Regions from separate parts of the Sus scrofa genome. Here region 2 is linked to region 1. Evidence: chromatin contacts called from public Hi-C data. All regions are on one chromosome and are shown on one strand. The core of a region is the stretch at or near the end of the contact, and the rest is flanking DNA. Distances in the headings are between cores, read along the strand shown. Region 1 holds the start of ZNF181 (zinc finger protein 181). Region 2 holds the start of ZNF599 (zinc finger protein 599).

Region 1 (3,824 bases), core at 491-2,990:
CAAGAAAGTAACCACTGAGCAAGGATACAAAGGAGGTAAGAATGCAAGTTCTTCTAGGGAAAAAAATAGTCCAAGCAGATGGTACAGCAACTTCCAAGGCCTGGAGGTAGCAGCCATCAGGGAACAAAGAGACAGAGAAGAAAGATGAGATCAGAGAAACAATAAGAGAGCCTAGCTGTACAAAGATTTTTACGCCACCATACAACTCTGACTTCTATTCTAAGTTTGGGCCACTGAAGAGTTTTAAGCTAAGGAATGACAGCAGTATTGAGAAGAGACTGAAGAAAGTCAAGGGCAGAAGCAAGGAATCCAATAAGGTGACTACTGCAATAATCTAGGTACTTGGACTAGGGTGGCAGCGGTGGTGGCAGTCATTGAGTAACCAGTGGTCAGACTGTGTAGATATTCTGTGTATATTTTAGATCCAACTAGTGTCTGAATGACAGTTATAAGAGAAAGGGAGGTATCAAGGATGACTCCAAACATTTGACTTGAACAGCTGAAAGGACTGATATATACCATTAACTGAGACCACAGGATACAGTTTCGACCACCGTAAAGCAAATAATCTAACCTTTCAAACTTGAATTTTAAATTGTTTAAAAAAAAAAGTTTTGCCCAAGACTCTTCAGAGAGAAAACTGGTAGAAAAGAGGGGCACTGAGAGAAGACAGTACTTTGTAGTTCTGTGGATTCCATCCTTCCCTATAATGAAAGGAATCATAGATCCAGTCCCGAAATGGACTTTGTGAGATGGGATCTGGTAGGAGACACAGAGCACTCAAGAGTCCTGATAACAAGATGTTTCAGGAACATTTGAGGACACATCAACTTACCTGAAACATGACTGCAAATTCCAAGTCAACACAGTCCTCTTTCCAGGCTCTCTTCTTACAGCAGGTCAGTGCCTGAGAAGGCAGATCAAGAACAGGAAAAAGCAGTCATGAAGTATTACGCTTATCTTGCAGTTCTGGACATGCTTCCATGGAAAAATCACACTGGGAACCACTTTCCAGGGCTCCAACCTTTCCCTGAATTAACAGGGTGTTCTTTGGTACACGTTCTATCTGCGTGTAAATCAACTATTATACACAAAAGTGAAGGACGCATAAAACAACAGTAATAATAACATTAAATAAGAGCTCGTTCGATTTTCACTACTATGCAGGGTGGGCACTGACATTATTCCAGATTTCTTGTTTTAAATGATGAGAAAACAAACTCGGCCATATAGAAACAATTTGTTCAAGGTTTACACGTTGGATTAAAAAAAAACTGTAGATGGCGATTTCTTTCACTTTCCCATTTCCTTCTCACAACAGCTCCAAGAGGTAAGCGCCTTCCCTCCTCCCCTTTCACAAGGCAGGACACAGAGGCCCAGAGAAGCTGGGGAGGGGGGGTCTGCCTGGGCTCACACCGCGAGGCAGACTCGGAGACCAGTATGGTCGTGGCAGCCGTGCCCAAAGCCGGGGAGGCGTGAGGCCGAGGCCCGCGGGCCGCCCTTCCCGGATCCACACTTGCCTGACTGCTCGGCTGACCTCACTGGCCCGGAAGCGGGATGCGACCGTCCTGAGCCGGCACCTCCGCGTACCTGACTCTCCCGGTCGCTGCGAGCGGACAATGGCGGACCGCCTCGCTGGACCGGCACAGCCCAGAGTCCTCCCTGATTCCAGGACGGAGAACTCCGCTGCAGGGCAGACCAAGGGCAAAGCCCACAGCCGGGATGCACTTGTCAGACTCCTCCGCGTCAGGGACAAAAGTTGCCTTTGCCTCATATGGTCGCCTACGGAAAAACCACACTTCCCAGAAGGCTCCGCGGCCGCGCGATCTCGACGCACCGCGAGATCCCCGGCCTGGGCTTTGTGGAAAATACCCGGCCCTCCTGAAAGGGGGCTTGCGGGGCGGTCCGCGAGAAACATCCGCGAAGTACCGAGAGGGCAACAGTCTTCTCTGGCGAAGTCCGCTTCCCAGAACCAACGGCAGCCGTCTGCTTGCGTTGTGAGGACAGTGGCGCCTGGACCGCGAAACTACGCTTCCCAGAAAATTATGGGGCCGTTAAACGTCTTTTGGGTCTTTTGTCTGCTCGCACCGGGCAAAGGGAGACTTGTTCGTGCAGGACAAGAACTGGCCTCTACCAGCGGAAAGGCTCCTCTCTTCCAAAGTCCTGCTGCCACACTGTCCTGCTCGTATAGGCCTTGAATATTTGGCTCCCACTTGCCGAGGACTGTATTTCCCAAAATACCCTGTGCCCGGGCTGACAGTAATTGTCCGCGGACCAACCATACTTCTGGGAAGTTCCTGCTGCAGGCCGTCTCCAGGACACTGATTGCTGTCTGATGTGTGTTCCATGTCCTCGAAGGACTCAAGAATATCGGACTTGAGTGAGGGCTTTGAGAACAAAGACCCTCAATTCTGGGAAGAACCACACCTATGACCCTCCGCAGTCCCCGGAGCGCTTAGTCTCTGAGTTTGCCCAGCCCACCCACTCGGGCGCTGGGCAAAGGTGTGTCAAAGACCAGAGCAGTCTACTGTTGGTGTAAATTTGTGTTGTTGCCTTCACTTTCATTTTTTTAAAATTACAATTGTACTTATTTTTAAAAATTATAAGTAGTATCATTATGAAATATGTCAAGTGCTTATATGCAATAAGATTTCACCAGGCAGGAGTTTCTGTCATGGCTCAGCAGAAAGGAATCTGACTAGTACCCATGAGGACGCAGGTTGGATCCCTGGCCTCTCCCACTGGGTTAAGGATCCAGCTTTACCGTGAGCTGTAGGTCACAAACGTGGCTGGGATCCTACTTTGCCCTGACTGTGGTGTAGCCCAGCAGCTACAGGTCAGATTTGACCCCTAGCCTGGGAATCTCCATATGCAGCGAGTGCAGCCCTAAAAAGACCCAAAAAAAAAAAAAGATTCACCAGGCAATGTTTTCACCTTGGTATATTGTCACTGTGTTACTTAGTCCCTATAGCAGCAGTAGTTTTTCAAAGCATTGTGGCATCAGCCGGATTCTTCATAAGTCTTGGACCTGTAAACGAGGAAAGATTTGCCAATACAAATATATTCCCACTTATGTCTTTATTAGACAATGACTTTTTTTCAAAGTTGTACCAATTTTGCACTCCTACCATAGTTAATAGTTATTTGATTTGACAACTATTAGTGCCAGTATTTGATTTTTGTGAAACTTTCAAATTTTGCCAATCTGCTAGGTGTCACATTGTGACTCATTGTGGCTTAAGTGTGCATTTCTTTTATTGTTAATAAGATTGAGAATCTTTTCATGTGTCTGTTGGCTTTAGTATTTCCTTCTATGAGAATTGTACATCTCTTGGTCAATGTTCTTTTAGAAGAATGACCTTTTTAATACTAAAATACAAGTTACACACACACACAAATGCAAGATTTTAAAGGGAGACACAAAAACTAGGACATTAGAATTTTTCGCCTTAGAATTCCAGGCATTGAACTGGATTCAGTAACCAAATACATTTTCTACAATTTTGCATGTTTCTGGGTGTCAAATTTTTTTTATTTTTCTCCTGCTTGGGATTTGTTAAGCAGTTTTGAAATCTATGAAGTGGCATCTTCCTGTGCTCAACAATTTTTCTTCTCCATATATTTACCTATGTTCATTCTTTCTCCTCTTGTGAACTCCAATTAGTTGTAAGGTAGGTCTTTCCACTCTGTCCTGTGTAATTTCCATCTTTCAGCCTGTGTATTTGCTATGTGGTTGATTTGTTCTTATCTAACATTCAAAATTATCTTCCCAGGGGATTTTTTTTTTAATTTTCCATTTTTCAAAGATTTTTGTAGTATGGTAG
Region 2 (3,824 bases), core at 638-3,137, 43 kb before region 1:
CTGTGAAATGATACTGGACAACACTGTACTTAGAGCTTCACTGGGCGGGAGGCTTCTCATGGACCCTGGGGACCTGAGCTGATTCCTGCCTATCCCCTTCTCCCCAGAGGTAGCTGTTATTCCCACAGCTGGAGCAGAGTCCATCCCCACTTTCCCAGCATATGGGTTCTAGGGCTGAGCTGTATACACTACTCCAAGTAATGCACTCCTCTACCAGCCCTGACAACTGCCACCCTGAAGCCCTGCATATAGGGGACCAAGAGTCCTTAGTCTTGAAGTCAGCCCAATGGATCCCATCTGGCTTGGCCACTCCCTCCTCGGATGGGGGCGTCTACCATCACTAAACAGGAGTTGAAGCACCGCATGACATCAAGACTAGGTTCAGAGTTCCTTTTGCTGCTCAGCGGGTTAAGAACCTGACAATTGGTTTTCAAATATCAAGCAAACCTTATATTTCTGAAATAAACCCATCTTTGTCATGATGCATGATCCTTTTATATATTCCTGTATTTGATTTGCTAAAATATTATTGGAATTCCTGCATGTATATTCATAAGGAATGTTGGACTGAATTTTTCTTGTAATGCTTTAGTCTGGTTGAGATATCAACATAAAGCTAAGTCCACAGAATATATTGGGTAAATACTACCTACTCTTCCACCTTTTGGAAAAGTTTGTGTAGAATTGCTATTACTTCTTCCTTAAGTGTTTGGTAGAACTCACAGTGAAACCATTTAAGCCTGCAATTTGCTTTGTGAGAATGTTTCTAAATAGAAATTTAATTTCTAAAATACAGGACTAAATATATTATCTACTTTTTTTCTTAACTGAGCTTTCATTGTTTGCATCTTTAAGGAAATTGTTTCATTTCACTTTAGTTTTTCAATTAGTGCCATAACAAAGCTCATGATATTCCCTTATTAACTTTAATATCCATAAAATCTGTGGTTGCGTCTAGTCCTGATTCTTGATTTCATAATTTGTGTATTCTCTCTTGATAAAATTTGTCTAGAGGTTTATCAATTTTATTGATTTTGTTGTTTTGTTTTAGGGCTATACCTGCAGCATCTGTAAGTTCCCAGGGCAGGGCTCGAATCAGAGCTGTAGCTGCCGACCTACCCCACAGCCATAGCAACGGGGGGATCCGAGACACGTCCATGACCACACTACAGCTCACAAGCAGTACCGGATCTTTAACCCAGTGAGACAAGGGATCAACCTGCATCCTCATGGATACTACTCGGGCTCCTTACCGCTGAGCCACCGCAAGAACTTCTCAATTTTATTGATCTTAAGGCTTTTGGTTTTAATGATTTTTTCTAGGTTCCCCCACACACACACTGGTTTCCATTTTGATCTTTATTAAATCCTTTTCCTGATTTCTCTGTTTGTCTTCTTTTTCTGATTTTTTAATATGGAAACAGAGATCCACGATTTGAGACCTTCCCTTTTTTAATATCTGTTTAATGTTATACATTTCCCTTTAAATTCTATTTTAGTTGCCTCCCACAAATTTTGATATATTGTGTTTTCATTTCCATTCAGTTCAAAACACTTTCAGAGAACAACTTTCTTTAAAATTGATAAAGGCTCATTTACCATTTTTTTCCCTTTTGAGCTTAGGGGGTTTTTTTGCGGGGCGGAGGGAGTGGACAAAGCATGGATCACGTCTTAGGGACCCTTAAGTAAAGAGCATTGTCCGAAGGGCCACGGAAATCTGTGCGCCTTCCTTTTAAGAGGTAGCGAAGCCACGTCCACTCTTTAGAACCTTTGGGCTCCATTTCTCAGAATTCAGGAAGTGAGCGCCTCCGCTCACCAGGATGCAATCTGAAACTACATTACCCAGAAGCGCCTCCAAGGTCGGCTGCGGGCGCTGAGCCAATGACGGCAAACGGAGGGGGGCGTTGCCTGCGGCAGCTTGGGCTGAACTTCTAGTCTCCGGCCTCAGGGCGTCTTTTGGAAGTGGCAGGTCTGTTGTTACCGGCGTTTCTGGCTGAAGCACAGGGCAGTGGCCGCTTCTCAGAAAAAGGTCTCCGAGACTGAGCAAAGGACAGTGAGGAGAGTAAGACCCACCACCACGCTTTTGTATGAGCCGTGACTCCGCCTGGAACGGGGTTGTCCGCCGTGCGCACTCCGAGCCTCGCCCCACCCCTCGGTCTCTGCAGCTCTGGGAGGCGGCCCCCTGGGGCTTGCGCGCATTCTACATCGCGGAGACTCGGGTGCCGGTCCCCCCCCCCCCCCCGCCGCGACCAGGGCTGGTCTGAGAGGTCGTGGACCGGCTTTTGTCGCTGCCTCTCGCCGTTCCGCTTTGCCCACTGGGCCCCATGGCGGCGCCAGCGCTGGTGAGTGGAAGGTCTCGCAGGCTCACGTGCGCAGGGGTCGCCTATGTACAATTCCACTCTCCATGATATAGAGAATCCCGGGATTCTTCGCTTTTCCCTCTTCATATTCTTGAATCTAGAGGTCCTGTGAGAACGGGGTGTGGACACGGCTGTGCAAATCACGTCCAACCCAGCGTTCTGAATCCAGGCCAGGGATAAGGGGGGCATCCATTTCTGGCTCTAACCTTGAGCTTGTCGATTCACTGCCTTTGGCTTCTCTTCCCTCGGGGCCAAAATCGGAATATTAACAATTTTTTTCTCTCGGTTGAGGGAACTGCAGAGGACACATATGTGCCCTTCAGTGTTGAGCATGACCCAGAGAGCCTTATTCTGTATGTGGTTTCCAGACAGGGACTCTCCTAGTCCTGCTATTATGTTAGGCTCACCCCAGGCAGAGTCTGACCCTCAGGCCTCAACCCAGCTCAAAGCTGGGAGAAAGGATGAGAGAGCCTCTAGCAGAGGTGAGGCGGGAGCAGCGTTTTTTAAATTGCTGCTCTTTTAATAAGAATAGAAGTTCCCTGGAGAGGCCTGAAGACAGGGCAGTCACTGGATTTCTCTTTGCCACTGCCATTTGGGCAGCACAGGTAAAGTTGACTTGCCACAGCAGTGAATCCATTATCCTAACACATTTACTTATCTTTGAAAAGTGAATTTGTTACAGTCCACTGCAATATTTATTGATGACTGCACGGGAATGTGTGTCTTGTGGGATGTAAACACATGGAGAGGCCCAAAGCTGCTCTTCAGCATGGCACCCTGTTTGCTTTCATCATAGCTCTGATCACCTTCAGGACTTCTCTTATTTATCCACATTTCCTCACCTGCCTTGCTCCCTAACTTTATTCCAGCCTTATTCCAGTGTCTGCTCAGAGAGGGCTGCCTGGTTGCCCTTCCCCTAGTCTTTGTAGGCATCTCACTGTCTTTTGGGTTTTTTTCCAAGCACTTAGGGACGTATGACTTTATCTTGCTCATTTATTTAGTTTCTTGTCAAGGATCTCTCCCTAACTCTGGAATGTGAGCTCCTGTTTTCTCCTCTATCCCCAGACTTAGAACGGTGCTGGACCTATATCAGGTGTTCAGTAATTGGTTTATGAATGAAAGATTCTATCTCTAGGGTTCCCATCATACTTAGTTTAAATTTAACCATCTTCCCCCACCGTGGTTGGACCAGAGGGTCCTGGGTTCAAATCTTGCCCCTTCTCAATAGAAGTATGACTCTGGGCAACTTGACTTTGAATCCCCATTTGCTGATTGTGAAAGGGAAACTGATGGTGTTTACCTCACGGGATATGTAAGGGTTCATGAAATTTATAAGCATACATGTCATGAGCACTGACATGAGCCAGGGCGCTGCACTGTTTGCTTTATGAACTTTCTCACCTTAATTCCCACAACAGCCTGGTGAAGTTGGAACTGTGAGTGTATTGGTGTGGAAATTGAGGC

What was found. Hi-C and Micro-C count contacts between places; a contact is called where the count stands out from the background.
Region 2: a contact with region 1 is called in a Hi-C map of skeletal muscle, with 5 times the contacts expected there. The contact joins the promoter of ZNF599 here to the promoter of ZNF181 in region 1. A contact is called at or near these places in 4 of 47 Hi-C or Micro-C datasets (fetal heart ventricle, heart right ventricle, retroperitoneal adipose tissue and 1 more) and 2 of 2 datasets of contacts at active chromatin or transcription factors (alveolar macrophages and skeletal muscle).

What each region holds. Positions count from the first base shown.
Region 1 is chr6:44,343,419-44,347,242 of Sscrofa11.1, reverse strand. It overlaps ZNF181 (zinc finger protein 181), which reads right to left and starts at 1,740. Exons shown (of 5, transcript NM_001244818.1): 1 at 1,521-1,740; 2 at 836-907. The coding sequence starts at 844.
Region 2 is chr6:44,386,845-44,390,668 of Sscrofa11.1, reverse strand. It overlaps ZNF599 (zinc finger protein 599), which reads left to right and starts at 1,887. Exons shown (of 4, transcript XM_021097155.1): 1 at 1,887-1,969.